Linked DNA regions of Ovis aries: region 1 is linked to region 2. The links are chromatin contacts, called in public Hi-C maps. All regions are on one chromosome and are shown on one strand. Each heading gives the region's core, a stretch centred on a gene start, on an enhancer-like site or on the middle of the called end of the contact. The rest is flanking DNA. Distances are from core to core; before and after follow the strand shown.

The links. A called contact is a pair of places that touch in the nucleus more often than the background predicts.
Region 1: a Hi-C map of muscle shows a contact between it and region 2, with 3 times the contacts expected there. The contact joins the promoter of NAA60 here to the promoter of ZNF200 in region 2. A contact is called at or near these places in 3 of 16 Hi-C or Micro-C datasets (hypothalamus, liver and muscle).

What each region holds. Positions count from the first base shown.
Region 1 is chr24:3,406,320-3,410,921 of ARS-UI_Ramb_v3.0, forward strand. NAA60 (N-alpha-acetyltransferase 60, NatF catalytic subunit) reads left to right here and starts at 2,504. Exons shown (of 8, transcript XM_012104033.5): 1 at 2,504-2,609; 2 at 3,501-3,568. ZNF597 (zinc finger protein 597) reads right to left here. Exons shown (of 7, transcript XM_042240667.1): 5 at 1,952-2,138; 6 at 414-795.
Region 2 is chr24:3,221,944-3,226,439 of ARS-UI_Ramb_v3.0, forward strand. ZNF200 (zinc finger protein 200) reads right to left here and starts at 2,062. Exons shown (of 5, transcript XM_004020732.6): 1 at 1,608-2,062; 2 at 551-877. The coding sequence starts at 797.

The DNA of each region.
Region 1 (4,602 bases), core at 1,254-3,753, 180 kb after region 2:
GCTTTTGAACTGTGGTGTTGGAGAAGACTCTTGAGAGTTCCTTGGACTGCAAGGAGATCCAACCAGTGCATTCTGAAGGAGATCAGCCCTGGGATTTCTTTGGAAGGAATGATGCTAAAGCTGAAACTCCAGTACTTTGGCCACCTCATGCGAAGAGTTGATTCATTGGAAAAGACTCTGATGCTGGGAGGGATTGGGGGCAGGAGGAGAAGGGGACAACAGAGGATGAGATGGCTGGATGGCATCACCGACTCGATGGACGTGAGTCTGAGTGAACTCCGGGAGTTGGTGATGGACAGGGAGGCCTGGCGTGCTGTGATTCATGGGGTCGAAGAGTCGGACACGACTGAGCGACTGAACTCAACTAAACTGAATCCTAGAAAGTTCCAAAACACAGGAAACAATTGTGTTACTAATCAAGGCCTTGTCCTCAAAACACTCCTGTGTCGCTTCTCTGCTGAGGGACCTCTGGGCAGGGTGCAGACTCACACACTCCTCTTGAGAAAAACAGACAGCCAGGTCCTCAAACAACACTGGTCCCTGAAACAACAGGACAGCCCATCTCAGGCCAAGCCAGAAAGCTACTACCTTACTCAGTCTGGGAATGCTGAGAAAAGCTAGAAATATCAGAGGCAAGAGCTTGTTGGAAAAGGTACCTGACCGCTGGGGTGGGGTTATGAGTGGGTTCTGAGGGCTGGAGGTAGGATTTAGGAAGGAGGGAGTAAAAATAGATGTAATTTTGGAGGCAGTAGTGTAAGGACCAAAACAGTAAACCCTGAGAAGTTCTGGAAGAGTCTGTTAGAAGAGAATAGAGGGAACAACTCTCAGCAAGGGAGTTAAGTAGGGTTGCTCTAAGGCAGCGCTACCCATTCTTTTTGGCACCAGGGACTGGTTACGTGGGAGACAGCTTTTCCACAGCCAGAGGTGGGGGGATGGGGAGGTGGTGGGTTTGGGGATAATTCAAGCACATTACATTTATTGTGCACTCTACACCTATTATTACATCAGCTCCACCTCAGATCATCAGGCATTAGACATTAAATTCTGGAAGTTGGGGACTCTTGCTCTAAGAGAAAGGAGATGAGTGAGCAGCCCAGGAAGAATCACAAAGCGAACACGAGGTCTAGGATTCTCCCAGTTATCTTTCCCTCTCCTTCTTCCTCCTGACACTAATTGTTAAGCGCAGTCACATCCAGGCCTATTTCTCCTTCGCTAAATTCACCAGTTCTATAAATCCTATAGAATTCTAGTGTGATTAAGAACCACCTGGGGTTTCTGTTCATTCAACAGGTGTGGAATAAAGCTTAGAAAACTGTTTAAGTTTGAGCAGCATTTCAGAAATACTCTGAGGTACTCTTACGTAGTCTCCTATGCGCCCTGTTCCCAGTTGGAGGTTCTAAAAGGCCGGTTCTGATTAGCCATTTCTTCTGTCTTAGGTAGGAACAAAGACAGCTTGGTAAAAGCGCTCACGGGGATCAGGAGCCTAACCCTCTTCTACAAGAGGCCAGGCGGAGGCCAGAAAGGAGCGACCGGACCTTGGACCAAGAGAAGGGACCTGGTCTCATCTGGGCCATGGTTGTAGGGAGTGTGGATGCCATCTTGGGGGGTGGGTGGGGTGGTGGTAGTGCATTCTTTCAGTCGCCACAGGGACCTCAGGGCAGATAAGGGAGGGGAGAGAATAGTTCTGCTGCTGCTGCTAAGTCGCTTCAGTCGTGTCCGACTCTGTGCGACCCCATAGACGGCAGCCCACCAGGCTCCCCCGTCCCTGGGATTCTCCAGGCAAGAACACTGGAGTGGGTTGCCATTTCCTTCTCCAATGCATGAAAGTGAAAAGTGAAAGTGAAGTCGCTCAGTTGTGTCCGACCCTCAGCGACCCCATGGACTGCAGCCTTCCAGGCTCCTCCATCCATGCGATTTTCCAGGCAAGAGTACTGGAGTGTGTTGCCATTGCCTTCTCCGGAGAACAGTCCTTGGAGGGGCCAATTCGGCTGTCGAACTCCTCCACGCACCCCCTTCGCTTCCCTGAATCCTTTAAGACCTTAGGCGATAACTCCTCTTCCGGGCTCAGCTTCGGAAAGGCAGACTCCCGGCCTGGTCGGGCCCCACCTAGGGCTCCGAGACTAAAAATCTCAGAAAGCCTGCAAAAGCAACAATAGCAACACGCAGCTGAAACTGGAGACGGGCAGCCGAGGCACAACTAAGCTCCTACGCTCCCTTACGCTAGACCCGCCGAGAAATCCGCGAGACGCGGTCCATCCTCGTGCTTTTCCGCAGCTCTGCCCTGTGATTGGCTAGCGTGATCTCAGAGGGGCTAGTCCCTTTTGAATATCGACCAATCGGGCGCCTTAACAGAAGATCTGAGGCTCACCGGGCATTCTGGGAGATATAGTTTTCCCTCGGTTTTCCCAAGCATTTCCGGTTCCGCTACCTGGGTCTCCTCTGTGAGCTCCCTACCCGCCGACTTGAGGAAGTGGAACGTTAGCTTGACCACGGAGGGAGGGGCGTAATGTTTCAAGGAAGAAGGAGAGCAAGCAGATGAGGAGAATCGGCTCTGAAATGTGGGTTCGGCAGGCATTGTCCCATGGGTCCTAAACTTCGGTCGAGCCGGGGTGAGGTCTCTGAGTGGCCAGGAGTATGGGTTCTAGTCTTGACCTGTGTCTTGGGTGGACTGCGAGGCGGTGGAATGTAAATAGGGTATCATCTGCGTGGGCAGAGTTCAGGTCGGCATAGGCGGGATTGCTGATATGTCCAAAGTATTCTAGGGGCATTGTGCCCGGGGAATGCAGCCCAACCGTCCCAGATTGAGCTCAGAGCCACAACGGGTCTCAAGCGGCAGTAGAGCCATCCGATTGCTTCAGTGGACATTGTAGGCCACCTAATAACTTCACAGTCGATCTGCCCCATTACCGCATATATCCTCTTTACTGGCACTGGGTGCCGTAGTGTAGGGGTGTGGTATTAGAAATTTGAGCTCCTTCCGCAGCTCTGCACTAATTGCTTGTGACCTTTTGGCCTGTATATCAATACAGCTTTGCCTTCTCCAGGTGAAAAAATATCAGAAGATCTCAGAATATCTCTCTTCAGAGGGCAGTTTCAAAGAAGTTTTCAGTTTACAAATGTGTTTGCAAAAACACGGATGATATTATCTTCATAGAAAATTCTGAGTACGTCTCAATATATTTTCTTGGGAGAATGCACCTACCTCTTCTGTTCACATTCCAGTCTCTAGATCTTAGTCAAGAGGTCACATAACCACACCTAGCTCAAAGGAGGCAAGTAAGCTAGTAGTACAGAGCAGCCCACACCCAGCTAAAAAGCACAAGTGCTATTACAGTGACAGAGAAGGAGGAAGCAGATATTGGAGACAGCTGGCAGTAAGTGCCATGGAGATATGTTGAAAATGGAAAAAGATGAATGGAAATGGATGGGAAGACATGAAGAATTACAGTAGAGAAAAATTGGAAATGACCTATTTTCTAAGTATTTTTCCTCTTTTGCAGGAGGAAACATTGCAGCCAATTAAGATGCTATATAGAAGTTTTTGATAACATGGGGAAATGTTTCCAATGTAAGTTTAAAAATGTGATACCAAGTTGTACATAAAATGCCAACATAATTAAAAATGTATTGAGGGACTTCCCTGGTGGTCCAGTGGTTAAGACTCCACACTCCCAAAGCCAGGGCCCCAGGTTAATTTTTTTTTTTTTTTTTAAAGACTGTTTCCCTTCCTCTTATAACCTGCTTACCAAGTTTCTGGTTATCGATTTAGTTTCCCAGGAACACTAAGAGAAGAGGTGTCTGGAGCAGGAATAGGAGCAGTCCAGTGACTCTTAACTATCAGAAAGTAAGCCAGAATTTGGTTTAAACCTCACTCTTCTGTGATTCTGGTGGGTAAGCCCAGTCTCAGGGTACACTGACAGAAAAATGGAGAATCAGATCCTCCCAATATACTGTCCTGACCCTCTTAGTCCAGGCTAAGTGACTCTGTCTCAATTTTAATTGCAGAAATCAGTATCATCCTTTGTCATCCAACTATACACTTGCATCATTTTCCAGCCAAAGGAATTTTTTTTTGGAAGCAACTTACTTGATTCCTGGTTGAACTATCTTTGATCCATGCAAATTTTCCCCTTTCACTTATTTTCCAATACAAATGTGATAAAGTCTTTGCTTCTTTAGACTTACGTGTATCCAGAGAGTTGTGGGGGCTTCTTTGTTGCTCTTTTGTTGTGGTGGTGATAGTTGTTTTTTGGCCATGCCGCCCAGCTTGTGGAATCCTAGTTCCCAGACCAAGGACTGAACCCAGAGAAATCACCAAGTCCCAGTCACTAGATCACCAGAAATTCCCTAGGGAGATTGTTTGCCCATGTAAATCTATTTTATGGATTTTTCTCTTTTCATTGTGGTTTATTACAGAATATTGAATATATTCCCCAGTCGTATACAGTAGGACCTTATTGTTTATTTACTTTATATATAGTAGTTTGTATTTGCTAATCCCAGACTCTTAAATTATTCCTCCACCACTCCCTTTCTCCTTTGGTAATATATGCCCAAGACTAGGATTGCTGGGTCATATGACAACTCTATTTTTAGTTTTCT
Region 2 (4,496 bases), core at 812-3,311:
GTGATTCCCCTAAGCACCTTTTAAAATTTCCATTACCATTAAGGGGAAGGTTGGGGTAAAGTCTGAAGATGTCCACAGCAAGCACAAAAGTTTACAAGATTCCACATAAGCTGAAGTCAATTCAATAATTCATATACATTTCTTTATCCTAAAAACATACTCCCCAGGCTTCCCTGGCCGTTCAGTGTATAAGACTCCACCTTTCTAATGCAGGGGGCACAGATTTGATCCCTCGTTGAGGAACTAAGATCCCACATGCTGCATGTTGTGGCAAAAGAAAAAAAAGATTCCCCCTCCCGCATGCGTGAGTAAAATTGACACTACAAAAAAAGTTAGTCTATTCTATGGCTTTACAACACACTTAGCAAATCACTCAAACCCAGCTTGGGGAAAAAAAAAATACTCCCTCTTCCTGGCATGTTGACTTATCAGAATCAACTCCTTTTTTCAAAACCCACCTTCCTAACTTGAATTCCCTATTACTATGGAAGCCTAGCTCAATCCCCAGTACCACCCTCTTTCTTCTAGTGAAACAGTATGTGCTTCTTACCTCTATTCTGAAGGTTTGAGCTCACATCCTTGACAATAACCAAGGTCTCCTTGATTTTCTGACTGGGTTGGACTAAGCTTGGCTTGGGCAAGAAGGTGAGGAAGTGCTCCAAAACCAGTTGGTGGATGGTCTTGGGTCCACTAGTAGCATCTCGGAGTAAGTCTTGGCCCAGCTTGGAGTTGGGAGGGACTCTCAGTATAAAGGACCGTTTTGGCTTGGTGGGCATAGGGACCACTTTTGCAGCCATCGTGCCTTGAAATCACACACCACACTTGTTTCTGCAGAGCTTCAAGAGCCACCTCTTACTGGAGAAAACCTATCAGTCAGCTATAGATGAGAGAAACCATGGGTCAGGCTGAGCATGCCTCTACTCCAATGTTTCTTGGGCGGTGAGGCCACGTGAAATCTAAATCAGTAAGGAAAGATAAGCTGGGGTAGGGAACTCACGACTGAAAGGAAGACCCCTGCACCTGATACTCTCAGCAAGACCTGAAAGGAATATCCTGCGAATGGAAGATGTCTAAACCTCAAGGGCCAAACAGAAGGGAGCAAAGACAACCGGCAGAAGACCAAGGGTCTTCCTCATGATAATGCGAAGCTCAAACTCCAAACTCCAGGAAAAATGGTTTCACTCACGCTGGGAAAAAAAAAAAAAAAAGCAACGGGCCAAAAGACAGGAAATCCGAGGTTCAATAACGAGGGCATCTGGTTAGAGGTCAGCTTGGCAACTGAACCTGGCCTCACCGTAGCCCTTGGACCGCATGTCCCTAGGATGTCATTCAGGGGGCAGTTGGCCCAAGGAGCAACCGCAAGGCAGCATGAGGGGTCTACATGTGGCCAGCCGACTCTTTTCCGCCCTCAAAGTCTTGTAAGAGGAACAGGGGGCATCCCGGTAGGGCCCACCGGTCCAGGCCCACTCTGCAGCCTCTCCCACTGGCCAAGGAGCATCTTCACCGCAAAGCCCAGCTGGTTGCCTGGGGTGCGCTCCAGCAATGGCCCCTGTTTCGCTCCCTAGAGGCCGCCTCAGTCTGGTTCCCGCCCTCCCGGAGCCCCTCACCTTTTGGGGTTCTGCTGTGCCTGGGCGCACGCTGGGGACAACCCCGGACCCAGACTCAGGGAGGGACTGGGAAACTAGGCGCGAGAGGCCCAGCCCAACCCTCGCCCTTCGGGGTGTCCTCACTGGCAGCCAGCTATTATTTGTGTGAGCTGCGGTTAGTTGGTGAGGACGACCGGGACGCGGTGTCTTCTGGGAGACCGGGTGTCTAGGCGGCCGTGATGTCACGCCCGGTGCCTCGTTTCCGGCGCGGAAGCCTGGTCTCCTCGCTTGGAGCGGGCAGTCTGCGCTTCAGAAGGCGAGGCTCGAGGCCGACCAGCAGGACTTTCAGGACCGCAGGGAGGCCAGGTTGGCAGCATCCGCTTTCTCTGCGGCTGTACCTGGGAGACGGAAAGCTAAAGGCTAGCTCCAGCCCGCCAAACCTGGTTGGCACCACTCCAAGTACAGAAGAGCCAAATACAGGGGCTGCTGGGAAATGTAGTTCGGCGCCACACAGCCAATGGGAGATCGTCAGGCTCAGCGGTTGGGGCCGAGCAGGATCTGGGCTCGACCGGAAGCGGGCTGGCGGGAGGACCGGAAGGTCTGTGCGAGGCGGCCGCAGTTTCCGCCGCAGCACCTGGGGTCTATCAAAAAACTGAGGTGGCGGTGAGTTGGTGGTGGGTTTTGGCCTCTATCGGGTCTAGGGTTCTGTTCCAGCCGTCTCTTTCGGTAGGGGCCGCCCGTTGGTCAGAGCCAGGCGACGCTCCCCTACACTGCGGTCTGGACCGGCCATCTTACTTTCTGAGGAATCCTAACTGTCCATTCCGCTTCCGTTCTCCGTTTATCTTTTCTTTCTGCCTTGTTCACATACTCGATTCATTCGCCAGGGAGGTATTGGTCAAGATTTTGGGCCACACAAGAGCAGAGATTGCCTTATTTCTCTGTGTAAGTCATTGTCAGTCAGGATGACTAAACTGAAAATATAAACGAGTCTCTTTTCTTAACGGAAACTGAGTGATTCAGCCATGGTCTAAAATGTGTTTTGAAGAGACTATTGTCAAAACTGTGTGGCAAAAAATCGCAAACAAAAACTGTATAGCAATAAGTTAAAGAATACCTGTCTTTCCAGACATCAAAATTACCAAACAAAAACCTTCTTTAGTCAAAGCTGTATAGTGTGAACTACGAGTGAATAAATACAACAATAAATGCTAAAATTGATCTGAATATATGTGTCGACCGTATGAAAGGGTGGCTTTTAAGCTTGGTACTAGCAAAAGTTGTGTGTGCTTCCTGCAAAAAAGGAAGACTCCTGTCTTTAAATACCGCCAAATTGGGATTTAGTAGCCAATGAAAGAATATTTACGAGAACGCTAAGTTTAATATTGAGGCAGAGTAGGAAACTGAGGTGCCTTAAAGTAGAATATAAACTTGTGAGAATGTATGAAAAAAAGAAACTTTAGAAAATAATATTGATCAAGTCAAACAAGCGGTAGACTGGAATGTAATTGTGCAAGATAAGTCAAATAAAGAATAAGGCATTCCCAGCATACAGAGCTCCTGCCAACTGACCGAAGACTGAGGCAAAGGCCATGGAACCATTCCATACAGGAGGAAAGCTAAATGATATTGACATTTGAAAGATGTTTAGTGGGAATTCCCTGGCCGTCCATTGGTTTGATTCCTGGTCAGGGAACTAAGACATTGCATGCATGACAGCGTGGTGAAAAAAAGAAAGAAAAGATGCTTAGCCACAGTTTGGCAGTCTTTCAAAATATCAGCATAGAATTATTATCAGTTCAGTTGCTCAGTCATTTCCGACTGTGCAACCCCATGGACTGCAGCATGGCCAGGCTTCCCTGTCCATCATCAACTCCCAAAGCTTGCTCAAACTCATGTCCATCCAGTCAGTAATGTCATCCAACCATCTTATCCTCTGTTATCCCCTTCTCCTGCCCTCAATCTTTCCCAGCATCAGGGTCTCTTTCATGAGTCAGTTTTTTTTATCAGGTGACCAAATTATTGGAGATTCATCTTCAGCATTAGTCCTTCCAGTGAATATTCAGGGCTGATTTCCTTTAGGATTGACTGGTTTGATCTCCTTGCAGTCCAAGGGACTCTCAAGCGTCTTCTCCAACACAATAGTTCAGAACCATCAAGAATTACTATAGGATCAAATAATTTCATTCCTAGGTATAAACCCAAGAGAAATGAAAACCTATACACAAATGGCATTGTTCATACTGGCTAAAAAGTAGAAACAACCCACTTGTCTGCGGAACAGATTAAGATGTATATCCATATACTGCTAAGTTGCTTCAGTCGTGTTTGACTCTGTGCGACCCCATAGACGGCAGCCCGTCAGGCTCCTCCATCCCTGGGATTCTCTAGGCAAGAACACTGGAGTGGGTTGCCATTTCCTTCTCCAGTGCATGAAAGTGAAAAAGTGAAAGTAAAGTCGCTCAGTGTCTGACTCAGCGACCCCATGGACTGCAGCCTACCAGGCTCCTCCGTCCATAGGATTCTCCAGGCAAGAGTACTGGAGTGGGGTGCCATTGCCTTCTCCATATAATGAGTTATTTAACAGTTAAAAAAGGAACAAAGCAGTGATACATGCTGCAACATGAATGAACTTTTGACACATTGTGCTAAGCCAAAGAAACCAGTCACACAAGACCATATATTGTAATTCTTATGTGAAATGTGCAGAACAGGCAAATCTGTATAGATAAAAAATAGATTAGTGGTAGGCAGGGCCTGAAGGTAGAGGGGAAAGACCAGTGATTGCTAATGGGTGCAAGGCTTGTTTGGGGGGTGATGAAAATGTTGTGGAATTAGTGTTGACGCACACATTGTGGATATACTAAAATCCATTAATTGTGTATTTAAAAGGGTGCATTTTATGGGCTGTGA